2 separate regions of the Gossypium raimondii genome follow, and region 1 is linked to region 2. A link is a contact called in public Hi-C data. All regions are on one chromosome and are shown on one strand. Each heading gives the region's core, a stretch centred on a gene start, on an enhancer-like site or on the middle of the called end of the contact. The rest is flanking DNA. Distances are from core to core; before and after follow the strand shown. Region 1 holds the start of LOC105791886 (26S proteasome non-ATPase regulatory subunit 13 homolog B). Region 2 holds the start of LOC105791870 (DNA (cytosine-5)-methyltransferase CMT2).

Region 1 (5,124 bases), core at 1,705-4,204, 200 kb before region 2:
AAATAAAAACATCAAAGCAAAGAAATTCAGAAGGGAAAAAAAGAAAAAGAAAAAAAACTACAACACACAAACTCCCTTTTAAATCAATCCAACACAATGAAAAATAAGAATGCATTCATGCAATTGCAATAGCATGAAAAGAAATGCAAAACGAAAAGAGGCTCTTAATAGCAGGCACTTTTCAGTCATTAAACCTCCACATACATTAACATGAGTATCATAAACGAGGCCTATGAACCTTATCTTTGTGCAATTAAAAGCACATTTTCTTAATCAAGACTGCATCGATCATCTCCATAACAATTGGACCAGTTGCAATATATAGTGAATTTAAGAAACTTGATAAATATATGCTTACAATTGGATGAGCAAGGAGTTCTCCAAAGTTGTAGATGTTATCTCCCAAAAGAGCAGAAAGGGACAGATCAAATGCCAAATCCTATATCAAAAGAGTTCAAATAAAATTAAATGAAATGAAGTCAATGGACAAATATATTCCTAGCAATTTCTTTAGTTCATTTATTTCCATCAATATTATGACTGGGGTGTAAGGGGCTGGAAAACAGAATATTTAAGCACATCAGCCATCAGACTTCGGAGGCACTGCTGTTAGATGAATAGGTTGATAAAATGATAATTACAAGAAAAAAAAAGCAGGGGGACTCTGAATAACAAGAACTTTTAACATAAAAGCTTGATATGAGTAAAATGGCTTGTTGGTACAGTGTTAGACTTCCAATAACCATATTCAACTCTACACAGCCTAAAATATATTAAAAAACAGAAAAAAGAGTAAACTTAATGAGCTCCAATAATATCACAAGGCAGTACTATTGGACTGGCAGAGAACACATAGAAACATACCAGCTTAAAAGATTCTGAGAGAGACTCCACTGATGTGTATGCAAGATAAAGGAGAGCACTTCTGTAGAACTCAGCAAATTCTTGGCGAAATTTATGGTATTGAGATGAAACCCAGTAATAGGTAGCATATACAGATGGATCTATGTCAGTCATACTGTCAAGGGTACTCTTCCCATCTTCAAGAAGTTTCTTGCACTCCTTTTGATCACCTTGCTCAAGCTTGAATTTGGAAATTTGCATCTTAATATAAAGAATTGGCTCTTCTATGCGCTGCTCCTTAGTAGCCTGAAGCTTTTCAATCACCCCTTCAAGGAAACTAATAGCAGCCTCTTTCTCTGCGTACTGCTGAGAAACTATAACAGCGAAATGTGCAAGCTTGAGAGGATTAATCTTCGTCTCAAAGTCAGTGATAAAGTTACGATACAACTTTATCAATGCATCTCCAGCCTGAAATTTGCGAGAAACAAGTGCCATAGGAAGTTAGATGACCTAGCCAATATCTAGCACATGGGGTGCAATTAGTTCATTTGCTACCATATTATTTACGTACATATGAATCACTAAAACAAATAGAAAGCCGAGTTTCTTGTAAATGAAAATGATCAAGTAAACCACACTTCAGATTAGTTATCCATGCATTATTCACTGAGGGACACGAGAGCAGTAGGAAACCACAACTGAAATTTCCAGATGTACTCTACGAAAACAAGAGGTGTAAAGGAACATAACTAGGGATGGCAACGGGTTAGATATCTGTAATTTCAGTAAAATTTGGATTCGAGTCCGCAAATCTGCTTTAAAATCCAAATCATTATAAGCAGCTTAAATATGAGTATTACTATCCAAATCTGAAATCAAATTAATTAAATTATTAGTCAAATAACAGACTTGGCTAAATAAGTACAAAAATGTTTTTTAAATAAAAATTTCAAAAAGTAAAAAGGATAATGGATTTGGATATCCGAATCGTTATTCATATTCGTAAAGTGAATTCGCATACCTATTATCCAAATCCACATCCATTACCAGTGAAAGTAAAGTGGATTCGGATAATGAATACCGAATGTTAAAATCTGCATCAGCTTTGAATAGCTGGGATAGTAATTAGAATTTCTGAATCTGAATATTATCAGAATCCACAATATTTGAATCTATAAAAAGCAAGTTGGATGTCCACAAATATCCCAATCCGCATTATCCATTGCCATCCCTAAGTTACATAACATCACCACACTTCAAATTTCTACAATTCAGAGAAGAATTTTGCCCTAAAATAAACATGCCAGAGCTTTAGATGCTAATTATTGTTATTCATGTACTTTATCCAGCATATAATTCATGGAAACTGAAGATTTCCACTAATTCTTTTTTTACTGCAAGTTAGCAACAATTCTATGCAAAAACATTACAATAAAAAAATTAAAGGCAAAACCCAAGTGAGTATACTTTCTTTAATAAGCTCCGAGTTGTTGAACATCAAAGCAATAAAGTATAAACAATTCTTATTTATTTCGTTTCAAATTTAAGACTAAATAGTAAAAAGTAAAATAAAAAACAAAATGGTAAGAGTAGTATTAAAAACCCTAATAAATCCTCGACAATGAGATCCAAATTCTACTATAAACCCCTAGGGGAAAAACAAAAAGAAAAGAAAAAAGTAACCAGCTCCATTCAAAAACCCTAACTCCTAAATTCTTAAAACCATAATATAAAAGAGATCTACGAACTCTAAACCCAAACAACACGGAATATATATACATAGAGAGAGAGAGACCTGGAAGACGGTGAGACCAACGAACTGCTCAAGCTTGAGAGTGAGCTGATGCCAGAGCTTCTTTTGATACAGATCTGCAAGAGAATTATACCAGTCGGCTAGCTCTGGATGCTCATTTCGAAGAGAGTCTAGGTATTGCAAGGCCGCCATCGATCCCAAATTTACTCCACAGAGTCGAAACAGAGAAAGAGAAGCTGAAGCCTTAAAGATTTAGATGCGTATGTTCTTTTTTTTCAACTTTGGTTCTCTGTATCTATATGAATTCTGAAGGGGAAAACAAAGAAAAGCCGTCAGCTCAATCGACCGAAGGAATAGAAAAAAAACATACCCAAAAAAGGGAAAATTATATGTCGGGTCGGCTTGTGGTGTGGGTCGGATCATTTAAGACTTTGGTTCATAATGGGCTTTGCTTTTCCGTGTTTCATTATATTGTTTTTGCACAAATGATTTGGCCTTCCATTAAGCTAGTAATTCAGGGCAAAAACTAAAATTTGGATTTTAGGATTTTGTTGTAATTCTTTATGATTTCATATGTGCAGTAAGATTAGATAATTATTGTAATTGTCATCACGATTTGAAAAAGTTCCTAACAAGTTAGATATGAAAATATAAGTAACGTTAGGATTAGAGTTCAAAAAGAGAAAAAAATATAAGTCCAAAAATGGCTTAAATGGTACAATTTTTGGTCCGTGCCTTGAATCAGCTGTTTTATTTTTGATTCGTTGTTTGTTTTACTACTATTTTATTATTATATTACTATTATTTTGTTTTCATTATTTAGATGTTGTATAACTTTTATTTTATTCTTAATTTTGTTATTATTTTAAGGTATTTGTTTGTTAAGTTATAATTATTTTAATGTTATTTAAATATAAACTTTTTTAAATATGTTTTCAATTTATTGAGAAATATTTATTTTAATATTTTTAGTGTATTTAACGTATTATATTTTTAAAATTTATTTTATATAAAAAATAATCTAAAAAAATTAATACAGGCGGGTAAGACTCAATTTTAGCATTTTTAATTTGAGTCAAGTTTGAGTGAACTTTTAGGTCTATTTTTCGAGCTGAGCTGAACCCAAACTTAAAAAATAAGCTTAAAATTTTATATCCGAACCGGTGACCAATTTAAGATTATTGTGGTTAGCCAGAAAAATAGATTTGATATACTGGGTTTGGTTTGGAAGTTCAGTATTGCAAAGAAACTATATGACATTTTTATTAGGGCTTTCTAAGTTATTTAACCAAAGTTTCATAAATTAATGACTTCAATTAAGAAATCAAACAGAAGATTAACATAGATATTAAACAAGGTTCAAAACCAAATATGAAATAAAAAACAACGCTAAATATGCTTGGGCATTAATGAACAATTAATAATCCCTGTAACATATAAATTTCATCAAGAAAAAATAATTAACCAAGAATGAAATAAATAAAAAATTGAATAATGAAGCAGAAACCAGATAAACAAAATTAATTAAATTTGAAACTAGATTTAAAAAAAAAAAAAGTGCTAAACGAAGAAAAAGACCTGATTGTAAACATGCCAAACATAGATGAACCTTGCAAGCAATTAATCCCACAAACAAATAAATGTCAACTGCTCCACGTGAGCAGACAGCTTTGGTTCAATTTTAAAGCTGCACTTATTTTCTCCGTTTGAGGACTTGGAAGTTTTGGAAATTTCTCTCCGTTTGCTGATTCTTGGTCGTTCCTTTTGGTGTAGAGTTCCTTATTTAAAGTCAAAACTAGTTTGTATTCATATACAATGCACTTTTTTTTCTTTTTTATAATATTAGGTTTTTTTTAATTTTTAATGAATTTCTTCAAAAAAATATTTAATAAATTTAAAAATAATGTAATTATAAATATTTTAAAAAATATTTAATTAATTTAGAATTAGTTACATTAATGTTATTTAATTTTAAAAAATTAATATTAAAATAATATAAAAATTCATCATGATTTGAATGTTAATATTAATATATTATAACATAAATAATAATATTAATAAATTCTTACAAATTATTATTTTAATGTTAAAATTGAAGAGGATGGAAAGCATCTTTTTGGAGAATGTAATTTTGTCGAAATAGTGTGGTTTGGCTCACAATACAAGATTCGCACCGGGGAAATCAGTATAAGCTAAGTGAAAGAAAGGATCCTACAAATCATGAAACTTACACTATGAGGCAAATAATTTGTGTCAAATGAGCTTATAGGGTTGGCAACTTATATTATGGAAAATAGGGTGCAAAGAAACAAAGTAATTTATGTGTTGACATCATTTTTATTTTGAAAAACGGGGTTGACTTGGATTTTAAAAAAAATAAAAATGGGAGTCGCCACCGATCCTTTTTATTTAGGTGTGATCGGGTCACCTCAAAAAGTGATTATTTTTAATAAGCAATTTGACTTTATTAAAACAACAATTTTGGTCCATGAAATTCAGAAAAATGGGTTCGAGAGTCGGTTACGTAC
Region 2 (5,534 bases), core at 1,940-4,439:
TCTATTCGGTGAGAGACAAACTAGGGTGTTACAAAATATATCACTTAAAAATATAACAAATATTTAACCTTTTTTAATCAAACATGCAACCTAATTATTTTAAAGACTCGATTGCAATTAAAACTGAAATTAAAACGATTTTGTAAACTTAGTTTTAAAGGCTCGTTTACAATTAAAATCAAAATGATTTTTAAACTTAGTTCCAAATATGAATTCTAAGTTGACTAATCAATCATGAACTAACTATTTTAAAACAAGTTTATTATGAATCTTAAAAATAAAATTGCATTTTGACCCTTAAAATATTTAAATATTGATTTAATTATTTAAAATTTATAAAGATATATGCTATTAAAATAATAAATTTATATTTTACTATCGTAAAAATATACCATTTAATTCTAGCTCCTTTAAAAAATTTAAAACTTGAAAATTAATAAAATTAAAAATACATATTTAGCAAACAGCTGGGCATATGTCACATAGAGAATCGCTTGAGGATATTTTTAATGTATAGAGTAGATTTTCAAATGTGATAAAATAAATTTAGTTGATTCAATATGACGGCCAAAAGAAATTATTTGAATATTAAATTATAAAGCTCACTTTGAATTTTGAACATTGAAGATCCTGCCCAATGTATAGAGCCAACATTTATATTAGGTAGGTTGATGTTATTAGTAAATTTAATTACTTATGATTGTAAACATAGGGAGAGATTTTACACTTTTCCCATGAATTTATTGGTTATAATTGTAAAATTAAAGTGATTTTATATTTTCTCTAATTTTATTGATATTTTATGTTTTATGTTCTATTTTTATAGATTTTGTAGGTTAAGTTTGAAAAAAATTAAAATTTCAATCTATTTTTATGTAAAAACTTTCAACCGTTAAATGTATATACTAATATAGACAATATTTTAGATCAATATTGATTTGATTTAAAATATTATGTGCAAGTCAAGTATAATTATATTGATAAATTTAACGATTGGATCGTTAAAATATTAATTGTATGAAAAGATACTTTTTTTGGTACCATGCAAGTCTGTTTTATGGTCCATATTTGGGGTTCGTGGCTATCTCTCCCAACAATGTCATCTCCTAAGTTCAAACCTGCTCAACCAAACTGTATGGAAAAATATAAAAGGGTGTAAAACAATTTTAATTTTACACCAATGTAAGTGGATCCATCTCTTATTTATAAATATTTTCATCGAAGTATCATATTGCAATTTGTTATCCATATAATTGGTTATTGATGTAGAAAAATTATAAATTTATATTGTGCCTATATACAATTATTAATTGATTTGTTTGAGTTGATGTTATAGATTAATTAAATATTAATTCATCAGTAAATATTATTTTGAGTGATTTTATTTTTATATAGAATCTATAAAAATAATTTAAATCCATAGTTAATTTAGAAAAACTCATTTAGAGACTTGAGAATAGAAAATCTAGATATTCATAGATATAAGTTTTATCATTCTAACTAAATTTTAATTAAGATTTTAGTAATTTTATAAATAAAAATTATATTTATACTATTTATAAAGTTATTTATTAACTTGGTGTCATCCATCTCGATCTCAATTCAATTAAGAAACTATATAAAAATATTTGTAAAGTAATTTAAATGATTTTGTGAGTATTTTTTACTTTTTATAAAAAAAAATTGTCTATAATGAGGTTTTTTTTTCTTGATAAAGTCCATAATGATATTTGAACCAATGACGCTATGCATATACTTTTTTTATAGAAAAGGACAGTATTAAGCGATTACACTAGATAAAATCATAATCAAGAGTAAATAGACATGTTGCGATCTCTTTCCAACAAGTTCATGACCAAAGCTTGTAGGGATCTAAATAAACGTATCAAAGAGCTACTTGTATCAGCACATTTAGTCATGTGATTAGCAACACCATTAAGAGTTTACCGGATATGCCGGATACAAATTTGCCATTTTCGACCCAAAACTTGATGTAACAGCCGTAGTTCCACTAAACTACTATTAGCTCATCTACCAGACAAAAGTTTATCAAACTTTAATAAATATATTTGTCATATAAAATTGTTAAATATTTGTATAAATCGTACATATTTCATATATTATTAATTGTTGTTTCAACCTACATCCACATGTGATTAGGGGTGAACAAAACTTAATTCGATTTGAAAAAAATTCGAATTTTGAGTTAATCGAATTGAGTTATTTGAATTATTAGAGTCAACTCAAATAAATAATTTGAGTTTCGAGTTTGAATCAAGTTGAATTTTACAATTTACATAACTTGAATAATTCAAATAACAAATTGGTGCAAATACCCTTTTGGTCCTTGCCAAGTTAGAAAATGAGAAAATTGGTCTCTCTCAACAAAATTACAAAAATTCAAAATAAATTTTAAAATTCAAAATATTTATAAAAATTCTAAAATTTATATTTATTAAAAATTATAAAATTCTAGAATAATAATTTTGTGAACCTAAATAAGTAAATTAATGATTCAAGTTTAGCATACTAAAACATATATTTTTATTTTGCTTTGAAAAAAGTTTTTAAATATATATTGTTTCAAATTTATGTGTTATAACATAGAATTAGTTATACTGTAACAATATTTTAATTTGACATGTTTAATTTTTTAATTCAACTCGAATAATTTCACTCGATTCGATTCTACTCGAAAAAAAAATTCAAATCGAGTTAGGACGATAAAATAAGACTCGTCAACTCAATTAATTCAAAAAAATTTTCACTTGATTGGATCGAATACTCGCCTCTACATATTATAGGATTTCTAATTATTATTTAAATGACTGATTTAGTTGATATCACTTGTTAACTAAATTCTAATTCAATTGAGGAACTATCAAAATTATTTTTTATAAAGTACCAAACATTTCTATAAATATATTTTATTCATTTTATATTTTTACGTAGAATCTTAAAAAATTAAAATTAAATTTAATACGTCATAGTTTTTTTATACTTACCTTCACCATTTCAACAAAATCTTAATTTTTATAAAAAAATTAAATAAATGTTTTGTCGTAAATATTATATAATCTATTTTTTCTATTTATCATAAATGGCGTAACATAGTTAAAAATAAATACGATCATATCTAAAGTGACCAATGCGTGCTTGCTTTTCATAATTGTGCGCTCTGATTGATCTGATAACCCATTCTCAAAACGTACAAGCCTTCAACAGCACAGATTTAAACACATCAATCCCGTAATTTATCTTTTTCAAATAAAAGAAACAACGTTTTTCCTTGTCTGAACTCCCAAAAGCTGGAGTGCAGTGTAGATCGTATGGAGTGAGGCAAAGTGAACTCAGTTTCTGCACTTACCGATGCAGTGGCCTCCCGCGGTTCCCCTTATGCTCCACCTTCACTCTTCCATCCACATTTGAATTTTTTTGTTTTTCTGTTTGGTTTCAAATCTTGTTTTATCTTCGAAATTATCGAAATTGCCTTTTTTTTTTGTCGCATTTATGGAGCCAACAGAAAATTCCGACTCTGATTCCAAATCTCAGTCTCTTACTTTGGTCACAACCGGAGACGATAATGTGGAGCAGCCATTGCCTCTAGAGATTTGCGTCCCGGAAGAAATTGCCGCCGGCGCCGATGATAACAAGCTTCTACCGAGAAGATCCGCCAGTATCTTTCAGTTACTTCCAATTCGGAGTGTTTTTTCGAGGAAATCCGATATAGAAACGGTGCTTGAGAGATGCCTGAGAAGGTCGCCCAGAAATTCAGCGTTGTTCGTTAGGGAGAGCGCAAATGTGAGGCCCAAGGCCATTGTGAGTTTAGAAACTGAAGGTTGTAAAAGGAAAATTAAGGAAAGTACAACTGTAGAGGGTAAGAATCTTAGAAGGTCGCCAAGATTTACTACCATTTCAGCTGCCGCTGAAAATAAAAAAGTCCTCTCTCTTTCCGCGAAGGTAACGCCATTGCTTTTTTGTTTTTCCACTAACTTAAGAATTTAATTTTCCATCGAGATTTTCTAAATTTATTCTGAAAATAAAGAAGAAATATGTTTAACACATTGGGCTGTAAATTAAGGTAAGCTAGGAGGTCTGCCATAGTTGTTGCCTTAAGGGATTATGCGTCCAGCCTTCTTGGTTGGGTTCGGTAAACAGGCACTAGATATTTCGGCGTAGTAAGTTTAGCAGCTAGGTGTGTTGGCCCCTATTCATCGAGCTAAAGTATTAAGTCTTTTTTTTTTTCCCGGTAATAAAATCTTCCTCTATATTTTTTGGAAGGATTTCTCTATTTTTATATTATCTAAGAAGACGGTTTCAGTTGTAATTAAGGCTTTAATTGTAGTTCTATTTGGGTCAACGTAAATTAAAAAATAATACATGTAAATGTGGGTCACATTTATGGCTTCTTAATTCGTCTAATAAATGGCTTTGATTTTCTGCTGCTATATTTCTTGTGGGTTTTTTTCAAATGCTTTACAAGTCAAAGATGAAGGCTTTTTTAGAGGTATGCAACTTACCTGATTCATTTGTGTGGATTCTTGTTCATAGGTTATGCAGAGTCGAAGCTCAAAAAGTCAACGGTTCAAGTTAAAGTGAGTAGCAATTGCTAATTTCTTTCATTGGTGCATTTTAGTAATATGACATGGTCAACCTTGCTCTACACTGTGTGTTCCTGATCTTTCTTTTTATGCTATTTTTTTGTGTCGGTAGAAATAAAGGGGCAAAAATCATGAATATTGAAAGAACCAATGGAATGGGGTTGAGGAGATCTCCACGATTGACTTCGGCCCCACCTGAAACCAAAGGTCGCGCATCAAAAACTATTTTTAAATCCTCTGACAAAGGTTCCTACTCTGAAACAAGATCTTCTGGAAAGTTGAACGGCAAGCGATTATGTCTGTCAAAGACCGAGGAAGCGGATAAAGGAACTTTTCCTTTAAGGCATAATGAGACAAACTTAAGGCTTATTATTGAAAGGCAGTTAAGAAGATCTCTGAAATTTAGCCAGGCTACTAAAAATGGTAGCAGTGATATCTCTGTTAGAAGATTGGATATGGATGAAGTGGTCTTTTCTGAAGAGAAGCTCTTGGGAATTTCTCCCAGTTCCATGCACGCAACAGAAAATGGCGACAGTAATGCATCTTTTAGAGAACATAGGAGGGAAATGTCTGATGAAAAGCAGTTGAAAACACCTTCCTCACTTTCTACATTATTGGCTGAAGGTGATAGTGCTAAAGTAAACTCTTCTTCCAATAGATTATCCAATTCATGTGATGAACAGCCTTCCAAGAAATTTAAGATCTCATCAGCAGAATCAGATATGGGAACCTCAGATGAAACATTCTCAAAGAAAGCCAAGGGCTCGTCTCTTTCAGGAAAGAAGAAGAGCCAATCCAAGACTGATGTTATATTTATAGGCAATCCAATCCCGGATGACGAAGCTCAAGAAAGGTGGCGTTGGCGATATGAAATGAAGGTGGTTGATATGAATTACACTGTCAAATGCTATTTCTTTGATTGATTAGGCTGAT

What was found. A called contact is a pair of places that touch in the nucleus more often than the background predicts.
Region 1: a Hi-C map of leaf shows a contact between it and region 2, with 2.0 times the contacts expected there. The contact joins the promoter of LOC105791886 here to the promoter of LOC105791870 in region 2. A contact is called at or near these places in 2 of 2 Hi-C or Micro-C datasets (both in leaf).

What each region holds. Positions count from the first base shown.
Region 1 is chr8:49,580,181-49,585,304 of ASM2569854v1, reverse strand. It overlaps LOC105791886 (26S proteasome non-ATPase regulatory subunit 13 homolog B), which reads right to left and starts at 2,954. Exons shown (of 6, transcript XM_012620176.2): 1 at 2,639-2,954; 2 at 865-1,311; 3 at 359-439. The coding sequence starts at 2,788.
Region 2 is chr8:49,383,896-49,389,429 of ASM2569854v1, reverse strand. It overlaps LOC105791870 (DNA (cytosine-5)-methyltransferase CMT2), which reads left to right and starts at 3,189. Exons shown (of 22, transcript XM_012620142.2): 1 at 3,189-3,960; 2 at 4,552-4,595; 3 at 4,714-5,479. The coding sequence starts at 3,511.